Regions from separate parts of the Anas platyrhynchos genome. Here region 1 is linked to region 2. A link is a contact called in public Hi-C data. All regions are on one chromosome and are shown on one strand. The core of a region is the stretch at or near the end of the contact, and the rest is flanking DNA. Distances in the headings are between cores, read along the strand shown. Region 1 overlaps LOC140001326 (a long non-coding RNA gene). Region 2 overlaps MRPS31 (mitochondrial ribosomal protein S31).

Region 1 (5,759 bases), core at 3,254-5,753, 270 kb before region 2:
AACTGACCAAGCCAAGGCTCTTTTTCAAGGGTGAAATCCTAGTTCTTCTGAATTCAGTAACAGAATGTCCATAGATTGCAGTGTGACAAGATTTTATCATCTTTTTAAGGTACCTACTCCAGCTTGTTGTTGTTGTTGTTGCTTGTTTGTTTTTTTGCCTAAGGGCTAATTAAATGCTGACAAAATAAATCCAAAAAAATCACTTTACATTTTGGGGACGTTTAAAGAGCACAGAGCTCAGAATCGTTCTTTTCCACTACTGTTCCAAATTCATTTTAGACCAATTTAAGACTGCATCACTGCCAAAAAAAAAAAAAAGATGCTTTGCCAGCCTTGGCTATGCCCTGCCATTCCTTCCCTTGCACCTGGCACCCTGGTTGTTTTGTTTAGCTACACCAGTGAGCTGACGCAGCAGAAAAGGGGAAAAAAAAAAAAGAAAAAAAAAGGGGGGAGGAGGGGTTGAGACTTGTGTCATCTTGATGAGCCCCTGATCTGTCTGGCAGCTTTTCAGTACAAAGAGAGGTGCTTTATAGGAGAGGAGGCAGAAACACAAGCTCTGGAAGAATGGCACAGCATTGGACTATCTCTAATTTTCTTTTAAGCCAGCTGCATCCTTGCTCCTTTGCAATAATGGACAAGAAGTGTGCAAAGAGACTCCTTTAGCTGCTGCTATGGCTTGAATACCTTGTCTTAAAAAGGGGTAAAACCAGAGACAATGCTAGATGAGGGGTGTTAGGGTGATAGGCTGCAAAGCAGCACATAAATTTACCTTTCTTCAGTCAATGAGGTTACTCAGCCCTATCTCAGGGCTCTGCCCTTCTTTCCCTGCTCCTGTGGCACAGTCTGCCAAGCTCCAGAGGATTAGGAGCCTGGAGGCTGTGGCTGCAACAGATCTACAGCTTCTGGTAGGACCAGACCCAGAGGGGAGTGTTCCCACAGAGCCAGGGTGAGCTATAGGGCTCCATGCTCAAAATTTGGTTGTGATTGTGTCCAAGAGTCAAACAGCACACTTAACTGAACTCAGGTGGGTAATATTTGACTCACAGCTCTGTTGCCTATGCTGGAATTAGGAAATAGCCCCTAACCACCTCTTACAAATGTCAGTTTTGAAGTCATTGCCTCCACCAAAGCAGGGCAGCCTCCTCTTTCCACTGCCAATGGAAATCTCACCAGCATCAGGATGTCAAACCTTTGGCCTTTATCTAATCTTGCCCATGCACCGCTTCCCAACCCTTCACTATCAATATCCCCACAGCTGTAGATGTGTTTTAATGCAGCCAAACTTAGTCATTGCGGGATCCCACAGGAGTACTGTTTCTAGACCCTTATAATTTTCCATTGTGCCTCTGTTGAAACAGAGAATACTGGAAGGCTTTTATGGAGGAGGCTTATAAAATATGAACATCTGTTTGTTATGAAACTTAATGCTGACAGCTTGTAAGAGCCATCTAGAAGAGTATTTAACTTGAAGTGTTCTTTGTGTGTGTTGGAACAAAAGGTTTATATAGGTATATTGGAGGAGGCATCTGCTTCAGGTAAGATTTATTTCAAGATGGTGTCATTAGGGAGTTAGAAAAGATTCAAATCAGAGGATGTGAATTCCCCAGAGAGTCCTTTCCAAGGCACACTTGAAATGCCAGATTTCCTCACTTCCAGACCACTATCAGGCATGCTTTGTTACCTGATTAGACCTGCATTTCTTCAATGCTGGCTTTCCACTGAATATCAGGATTGCATTATGACGTGAAAATCAACGGCGTTCACCAAATGCATGCAATATGTCAGAAGGTCCAAAGGTCCAGAAGGTCCAGTTGCTATCCTGTAATTACAAAATGCTGCCTGGGACAGGTTAATTCGAACAGAAAGTTTGCAACATACTTATCTTTGAAGTGAGGCTATTGAATTACATTTGGTGTAGCAGGCTGTTTTATACCTCGGTTTTACATCACACCGGTTTAATAAGCAGCATGAGAATGGGAAAGGAGTAAATAGCAAGCTTTGTTCCAGACATTCTTCGATTCATCTATGTATCCGAGGGGGATGAGAGAGTTACTCTTTTCTGAAATGCATCTGTCATATTAATAGACCATTTGGTACATTGCCATATGTGCGTGTCAGATATTGCCAAAGGCAATATAATATTGTTAATAGTGGGATCCTAGGAATTAGAAATGGAAGAAGCTTATTAGATTTACAAGCTGCCCTTCTGTCGATATACTGCTAAATGACTTTCTCTGGTGTGTTCTGCAATTGCATTTTAAATGAGTGCAAAGTTATATTCTGTTAGTCAGCCATCGGGTCTGAGGAACTCGGAGCCGGAGGAAGTGTGCAGGTTAAGTCTCAAGTAAAAAGAATTTGTTCCCAGTGGAAATAATATTTTTTTTTTTCCTGAAACTGATTATTGTTTTGTCATTGATTCAAATGGAGCCAAGAAGACTCAAATTGACAAAGCTGTCCTTCAAAAACAGAGTGCAAACCAAAACATGCTGGTGGTGTTTTAAAGCAACACTGAAATATCATTGGAGCACACTGTGGTTCTACATTCCCAAGTATTTTTGTATTTCTGTCATGACTGATCTTTTTCCCCTTTCCCCTTTTGCTTTGTGAGCAACCAAGAAAAACAGGGGAAATAACTTCCCTGAGAGTACAGGAGGAACAAAATAACCTCATCCCACACCCAGAGGTGAAAAAAAAAAAAAAAAAAAAAAAAAAAAAAGGTTTCTTCTTCTTTTAAACTATTTTAGTAGGCTTATCTCAGGTGTAACTTAAAATGCTAGAATACCCAAAGGGCAGCTGAACAGAGTGTATTTATTTTAAGTTTCTAGCATCCACTTGAAGAAATGGCACAGAATACTTTAGCTTAAACTTTGTCTGACCTTGCATTTGTGTGCACTTTGCCAGTTTAAACACTGATGTAAGCAAAGCCATTCAAAACTGAAAGCACAACATAGCCCATAACACATTGTCTTCTGGTTCGAAATGTCAGCTTAGTAAATACTACTGTTTTGTATAATTTACTACTTGACTTATAAACAAAGACAAACCTCCGGTGACACGGGTGATCTCATTTCTCAGTGGCTGGACCACACACGGGCAGATCTATTTGTAAGACATATGAGCACATATGCATGCAGGACATACAATATCTCCTGTTATTAATAACGCGCTGATATGATTAATCCCTGGGTCTGGCTGCGCTGGCTACTATTGAGCTTCCTAATATGTTATCTTCCAGCTGCTTGTAGTCTTAAATCCCTGAGCACATCAGGGATTGCTAGGTGTTCATGCTGAGGTGTCCCACAGCCATAGCCACCAGGAGACCTCTGGAAACTCACTGTCCTCCCCACCATGCAGAAAGATGTGCTGAGGTGGGTGTGTGCACCCAGGTCTCAGCCTTACAAGAAGTAGGACTGAGCCAGGCTGTGCATCGCAGACCGGGTCCTCAGGGGATGCAGCAGTTCATCCACCTGCTGAATTGTCCAAAATGATGTAAAAAAAAAAAAAAAAAAAAAAAGGAAATCTTGCTACTTAGTTTTTCAGGAGACAGCCCCCCCTCCACAGCCAAGCTTGTCTGCTGCTTTATTAGCCCCACAAATCTCTCAGAAGTGCCCCCAGCTTAAGGCCCCGTGCGATGCACTCCATACCATGGCACAGAGGCAACTGTGCTCTAGCATGTAACCACATTAAATGAGATTACTTTGTTCATGCTAAGCCTCCTGCGAAATAAGCCAGGCTTCAGAAAATGAGAAACCACAAAAAATACCTGAAGCGATTTATTTTTTATCAATGCGATGCTCCCAACTACAAGTGCCAGCTTAAATTAAAACTCACTCTGAATGATCAAAAAGATGCACAGCAAGCCTACTGCTCACAAAGCTCCTCTTGCTCGTGATGTTTCGAAAACAGGAGTAGATGAAATCCAAGAGATTTCTTGCAGCCTTCTGGATGTATTTAAGGCTTTGGGGAATAGGCCTCCAACACAGTTTCAAACCACAGCATATAAACAACAGTTCTTGTTACTGAGAGTTTTAAAAAATCAGGTGAAGGAATTAAATATAGAGCTCACTACCTCACTACTTTCCTGCAATATTTAGTCAGACCAGAGATCATGATGAACACACTTACAGCAAAGACAATTATGGGGCAGAAGTGGATTACCAATTTCTTTTCTTTTTCAATAATCAGTCTTGGTTATTTAAAAAACACTCCCTAGGAATGGCACTTAAAATAAAACTAGAGTCACATTCTCTAACAGGGAAAGTGATGATATTTTGGGGCTTCCCCCCCACCATCACCACCAAAAAAAAAAAAAAAAAAAAAAAAGAAAAGCATCAGAATGGCTAATTCCATTATATAGAGAGAAATTAAGTTGTGGTCACTGATATACGGCTTTGCTAACATTTTTCTTCATTTTCTTTTGGCAGCAGACACAGGGTTGGCTTTCATTCCTGGACTGCTGTCCTCATTTCTGAGAAACAGGGTGTCCTGGACTGTGTGTAACTCATACTAGCATGAAAGACGATCAGGGCCAGTTGTATTTCATAAGCTTCATGAGCTTTTGTACTATACTCTTCTGCGGTAGCCGCCTTTGCGCACATCCTATGGAAAGGCTTGGTCCCAGGTCTGAAATGGTCTGCATTCAGTGGAAATCCTGTTCCCTTTTCCCTTCACAAAGCTCAGTCGGACTCTGCAGCAGCCAACTGGCCATACCAAGGCATGTAACTGGAAGTGACCTGCAGCAAGTCCCCCAGCCTTGGTTCTCATTTCCGTGTATGAACTGGGAGTCATCCAAACCAGGAGACCCACACCAGCTATACGCTGCTAAACGCATCATTTTCAGAGGGTGATCCCTGCAGGCTCAGCACTTACGGCTCATTCCCTTCAAGACAGTCTGGCCACATCCCCCACTGCTTAACACAAATCTCCTCCAGGTCACCAGTGGTGCTCCTGCATTGCCAGAATGTCAAAAATCTAGTAAAAATTCAATGAAACAGTTAAAATTTTGCAGTTTAAAATGCTCTTGGGGCAAGACTTTCCTCCCAGATCAGAATACGCCAGCACTCAGTACTGATATTTTGCCTTTCCTACATGTGAAGATCTCTCACAGTTGACAGTATCAAAGAGCAAATATCAAAGCTCCTTGGTGCCTGAAGGATCCAAGAAAAGAGTTTTGCGCCCTTACAGCAATTTACACAAGGTGTAATGTATACTGTGCATGGCATGGAAATGAAGCTGTCATTTCGTAAGATTCCTTGTGATATTGCAAGCCTCGAGGGTGAACACTGAGCAACGTGGTTGTGTGCCTGAATCCTCTTTTTGCATGCAGTCTCTTTTCACAAAATCTGGGGCTTGTCAGGTATTTCTCTTAGCAGTAAACCAGCTATTTGAACACTAAACTTAACAGAAATGGCAGGGTGTAGAAACTTTATATCCATTCAGGTTTGAGTGCTTTTATTTCCTTAATTTTGAGTTTTTTTCCCCAGGCCCACTTGTTCTTCAGTGTATTCCACACTGCTGTTCCTAAAGCAAATACACACTGGATAAGACACTCTCTGTGTACCAAAAGTTGAGCCTAACCTAACTGGAAGGCAGAAAAAGAGCAGCACACATTTGCTTGTAGCCATACTTAAGGGCAAACTTCAAAGCAATGAGATGAGGGACTCCTGGGAGCAGTTTGCTCGGGCACGACGCAAAGCAGCAGCAGCTCTGTGCAGAGCTGCATACATGTACAAGAACCTTAAAAAAAAAAAAAAAAAAAA
Region 2 (5,600 bases), core at 2,437-4,936:
TCTTTTCCTTTGGTGCAATTCTGATTTAAAATAGTTTGCATGTGAAGCCAGTATTTTACCTTTGTTCCAAACCTTCCTCCTTCCAGCACTGATTACAAAGAAATACAGGGGAAAAACAAAGACAAGAGCATATTGATAGGGCAAATAACTACCAAAGTAATGGTTGTAAATGGAAGAAAACAAGCAAGAATTCAATGAACAATATTTTTTAAATGAAATAAAGATGATTAATGAAAGAAGATGGTATTCCAAATACCATCCAAACACCAGTGTATAATGAGCTACCAAAATGAAACGTTACTGTCTCAGTAACAGCTTTTAAAAATTAAAGCTGTGTCAGGATTTTTTTGCTATGAAAGCATTTCAAGTTTTCAAGAATGTAAAAGATGAACAAACCTATGAAGATACACATCAAATGGGAAGTGAGTAAGAACTGGAATTAGTCTTAATATATTCTAAGGTCAGAAGATTAGTTTCAAGTTTAAAAGATGATTCTGATAAGCTATATTTTAAACACACATTCTATTAGATCTATACTTTTCAGTTCCTTCTTTTGTTCCTAAAAAAGATCTACATAAGCATGGACACCCATGAAAGTATGATCTTTTTTATTTAAAATGCAACTTTCCGGTGACATGACTACTTTGCACAGACAGTATTTCGTCCATTTCATTTTCTTCATGTCAAGTCTCACATCTCTTGAAGAAATTCCTCCTTTTCGTCAAAATAATTCCGAAACCACTCAATGTGTTCGATCTTCTGTTTAACACTGAGGTATGGGTTTTTTGAAAGCCCGCAGATGACAAGTTCCATGAAGTGGCGAATAGGTCCTTCCTTGGGAAAGTCTTTGAGGTGTTTCTCCAGAAAGATATGTTCATGAAATTCAGCATCATCATCCATCCCTACCAAAAGGAACACAAAATGACAAAGTCATTATCATAATACAACAGTGAATTTAACAAAATAAAAAAAATACAGCCTGTAAATAAACCTTTAATTAGTAAAATTAATGGTTCTGTGCCTTTTAATCCTTTTGCATTAAACAAACCACGAAGTGTAAGAAACTTCAGAATTCTAAGATGTTAATTTCTCTTTCCACACAGAAAACGTCAGCATATATCCTATCCATCTACCGTATTATCTCCACTTTGTGCTCCCATTTACAAGGATATCTAATAGTAACACTGCTGAAGGCTGATGCCAAAAATCAATCTTCTTGAGGAAAAAAAAAAGTTTGCTCAATACATGAAACCTTTATTCATAAGGTGTATCACCTTTTAGACTCTCAACACTTTTAATAAATTATTTTTTAAAAGAATTGATCGTCTAATTCTACAGAGGGTTGAAGAATGCAAACTCATCTTGAACGAAGGAGGCAACTTCCTGAAGTATCTGATACGGAACTGTTACAAAAAACTTGCATGTTCATTGCAAGTCACAGTTTTAGCACTCCAGTGCTACCAAATGGGTAGGGGAAACTGCTTTCCTAATGCTTTTCAAATCTGTGAGCATATTCTGATGCAAAAATGTTGTCTATCACACCAGCTGCTACTTGTAAGTAGTGACCAATGCAAAAAATGTTGCATTCAAAAGCGTTCGGTTGCATAGAAACATAGAACAGGGGATTATTGTAGATCTCTAATCAAATATAGCTCAGATCCTATGGCAGTTTTTTGTCCTCCATCCTGTGGATTTCAGCTGTAGATGTTCATATGATGATGCTAGCATACACAAGAAGACTCAAAGCACAAATTCCTTCATATAGAAAAAAAAAAAAAGTTGCTTTTGCAGTTCCTGGGATTAAAAAAAAGAAAGAAAGAAAAAGAAAAATACACAGAAAAATGGGATTTGCAATTGAAACATTTTCCTTCAGTTAGAGATGTATGAAAATCTTTACTTGATCCTAATCTGCTACGTATTTGTAAATTACACTTGCAACTTTGGGTAAAAATTTATCAGAGAGAACTATTGCACATGAAATCTTCCACACAACAAAGATGGGAAGTCTATGCCACAGATGTACATTTTTTCCCTATAGTAGCTAAGGTATGATATGTTATCTGCCAACATTAAATCATCAGAATTAAAAATGAGAAAATGAAGCCAGCTCAGTCCTAGGCTTCCTTATATGTTAAAGTTTCTTCAATTTTAGGTGAATAATACTGGGATGGAGAAGACCCTCAACCTGTGTTATCGCATTCATTAAGTTTGCATTCTGTCTTTCCTCCATTAGGTAGTGCACTGCCTGAAGGAGCTGGGAAACGCATCTATTTTTCCCTGCACATCTTTCCCAGAAATATGTGCAGTGTCTACCAGTGCCAGCTACACGCCACTCATCCTCTTCGTCTTTGAAAGAGACAGTGTATTTCTTTCTTCCTCAAGCTCTCTCCTGTTTCTGATATGTTAAAAGAAATAAAAAAGATCACAGCAGCTTCAGAACTTGTATTTCTATGATGCTTGAAAAGCTACGTCTACTTAGAGAAGCACAGAGATGATCTTTTTACCATGCCACCCACGCTGACCTTCCCCCAGCCCAGGGAGGTGGAATCTCCCCGTACCTAGATGCCGATGGTTGCGTTCACAAGCTACCATCCTTTCCAGATTTCATGCTTCTGTTGGTCACAAAAATCCAAGAGAAATAAACCAACGAACCCACTGCTGAAAGAATCTGAATAATGCCGCCAGTAAGTGTGGGCTCTTCTGATGCTCTTCATTTGGACATAGAGGAAGAGAGTATGTCTAGTTAATAGTTTCTCCAATTTTCATCTCTAATCTAAAGGAAATTAAATCATTTATAGTCTCACACAAAAATTCAGGTCAGGAGGAACATTACATCATCTGTTGTGATCTCTCATTTGTCAAAGACATGATACATGGTTTGGGGATGAAGTGCTAAGTCCAAATACTTCACTTGGACCACATATTTCAGTCCTCAGAAAAGTAAAGTATGCATCACAAAAAGAGACCACAACTGCCCAACTGCCCTCACCCTCTCTTCAGCTGTCCTCAGAAACCTCATTTGAAAGGACGTGCATGGTGGGAGCCTAAAGCAGAGGATTTTCTTTATCGATTTCAAAGCAAGAAGTCACTCTCAACGTCCTATTTCCAATTCCATGTGTACTACAAAAGAGAAAGTCTAGAAAAATTTCTTTAGCTAACACATTAACCCTTCCAAAGGAATGTCCAGCCTTCCCTTAAAGGCAACATCTCAAATGCAAACAGGGTGTTTTATAGGGTGTCTACTCTTATAGGGTGTCTTGATGACAAATTCTCAGTAAATAGAGGACCAAATATTTTCTGAGCAAGATAAATCATGCCCTGACAGTAGGCCCCTAGAACAGACCAAAAATAAGCAAAACAATCCCTTCCCCTAAAACGACTGTGTAACATTTGCCACCTCTCTTGGTAAACTGCCCCAATGCTGGGCAAAGCATCTCAGCAAAACAGACGGAGCAGGACCTGGCAATTTTTTGCCTACAAAAGCCATCAGAGGCAACCAAGGCAGTAATTTTCTAAGACTTCCACTATACCTATTGCTTATGCCATAACTATCTCTGACATACCAGAAGCATTTGTTCCTCCGGATGGGTTGCTAAAGCAAAGCTGCACCAATAACACGTACTGGCCCTTCTAACCACTGCACTCCTCAGGATTTGAGTCATCGAGGCATGAATACACAGGCATCATTTTAAAAGGTCAGAAATCAACTTCTTCCCCAACTTCTTGCCACGGCAAATGACGGAGTGGAGCTAACCCTGCTAGAAGCAGAAGAGGCAACCAGACAGAAGGAGGAGCGAGAATGATGTTACGCAAGCCATGCTAGTGGTTTGCTAATCTGGTAAAAATTAATCAGAGGCAGGAGAAAAGAAAAAAAAAAAGAAAAAAAGGATAGTTTGCTGCCTAACAGTGACTTCAACTGTATCAGAAAAGGGAAAGAAACGCAGGCAGGAGCTGACAACAGGGCAAGGGGGAAGACTTACTGGCTGCTGCAGCAAGCCAGTAAGTCTAGCCACGTCTTCAGATGTTCCTATTAGGGCCGGACAAGTTTTAAACATCATGACCCTGCCCTGATGCCTCAAAGCTCAGCACAGTGTCTTGGTAAAGCGCTCAGACGAGAACACTGGAGATGCTCTGAAGCCAAGAAAAGCAGTTATAAGCTGTCTTCCTTATTTTTCATATTTCATTTAAAACTTTAAAGGCTTTCATAATGCTGGAAGTTGAACACACAAGCTTTCTCAACAGAAAATTTAATTACAGAGATGTTTTTAGAGCCCCTTGCTTCTGCATAAAAGAAAAAAAATAATCACACATTTCTTGATAGAGAACAAGCTGAGGTAACGTCCTCCTATCGAGGGAGCTCACTGCAATCAAACTGCAGAGCTAACGGTGGGAAGGGGCATCTTTCTTCTGCAGAGCCACTGACTCTTTCCGGTGTGTGGAAATAATTGGAAGGAGGTTCTCAAGTTTTCAACTGTACTTGGACGTAGCTGGTCTGAGTACCAGCCTGCGCCAGGACAAAGCTGGCGGCTTGATCGAACCCAATTCACTGACTTGATATTTCAACCTGAGAGGTGATAGATTTCGGAACGCTCCGCCGGCATTTTCCACATGACCGCTCTTTGTGGACAACTCAATAAAGATTCCTGTCTAACTATCTGTGAAGGCTCTTTGTCCGTGTGCCATCCCAGCCCAGACAGCACGGTTCCGGCCACGCTGCTCCAACAGAAAAACCAGTGGCCGCCAAAGCCGCCCGGTCCGCTGAGGGCCCCAGACAGCAGGGTTCCAGCCACATTACAACAACACAAAAACCATCGGCTGCAGCGGTTTTCAGCTTGCAAAAACACGACTAGAATATACTTGGACTTCTACATGACGGGACAGATCGATTCTGGGAGCAGCGATTCAATTCTGTGAAGAAACTGCCAAAATAGGATGAGCATAAATATGAAGAGACAATGAAGCACATTATGCAATTTGCAATTCAGCACAGGACAGCTTTTCAAAGACTCCCAGCTTCAGATACTAACCTGTTTTGCTTTCAGTGACTGAATCACTCTCAAGTAGTTCTGTTTGATGTCTTTTTTAAAAAAATAAAGAAAGAAACCACTCAATCTCTCCCTGAAATTATGAAACCCCCATTCCTGAAGCGTACACTTGCTTTCTGTAGTCCTTCCTTAACGTGCTCTCTTTTCTCTGCTGGCTTAACTTCAGGGAGGTGGCTTTTTTTGTTTGTTTATTTAGTGGTGGTGGTTGGGGTTTTTTTAATAAATGGAAATAGGATTTTTTTTTTTTAATAAATGGAAATAGGAGCAAATACACCACACAAAGATATCTAGTTAAGGTAGATGCCCAGAATGAGTGAATATTTAGACTGTTTTTTTCCTATGAAACTGATAAAACAGAGAGCAGATGACTGTTCAGCGCTCGGCCAGTACTGATACGGAACTGGCAAACAGCTGACTAGGCTTTGGCTCGTCGCTGCGTCCGAGAACCACACTGAAGAACAGAGTAAGCATTATAAAACCCACGGCAGTCTTGAGAGTCTCCTTCCTCTGCTAGAAGCTTCTTTTTCATAGTAAAAGGTATTACGTAACAGACTT

Evidence for each region. Hi-C and Micro-C count contacts between places; a contact is called where the count stands out from the background.
Region 1: a Hi-C map of skeletal muscle shows a contact between it and region 2, with 3 times the contacts expected there. The contact joins two enhancer-like sites. A contact is called at or near these places in 3 of 8 Hi-C or Micro-C datasets (liver, skeletal muscle and subcutaneous adipose tissue).

Annotation. Positions count from the first base shown.
Region 1 is chr1:180,130,640-180,136,398 of IASCAAS_PekinDuck_T2T, reverse strand. LOC140001326 (a long non-coding RNA gene) reads right to left here. Exons shown (of 5, transcript XR_011806449.1): 5 at 3,493-5,759. Among named protein-coding and RNA genes, the nearest start is that of COG6, 170 kb to the left of the region's middle. Within about 2 kb of position 4,503, at least 1 of the 8 cell types and tissues checked has an H3K27ac peak or open chromatin away from gene starts, as enhancers often do.
Region 2 is chr1:179,857,262-179,862,861 of IASCAAS_PekinDuck_T2T, reverse strand. It overlaps MRPS31 (mitochondrial ribosomal protein S31), which reads right to left. Exons shown (of 7, transcript XM_027470920.3): 7 at 592-902. The coding sequence ends at 691. Among named protein-coding and RNA genes, the nearest start is that of MRPS31, 17 kb to the right of the region's middle. Within about 2 kb of position 3,686, at least 2 of the 8 cell types and tissues checked have an H3K27ac peak or open chromatin away from gene starts, as enhancers often do.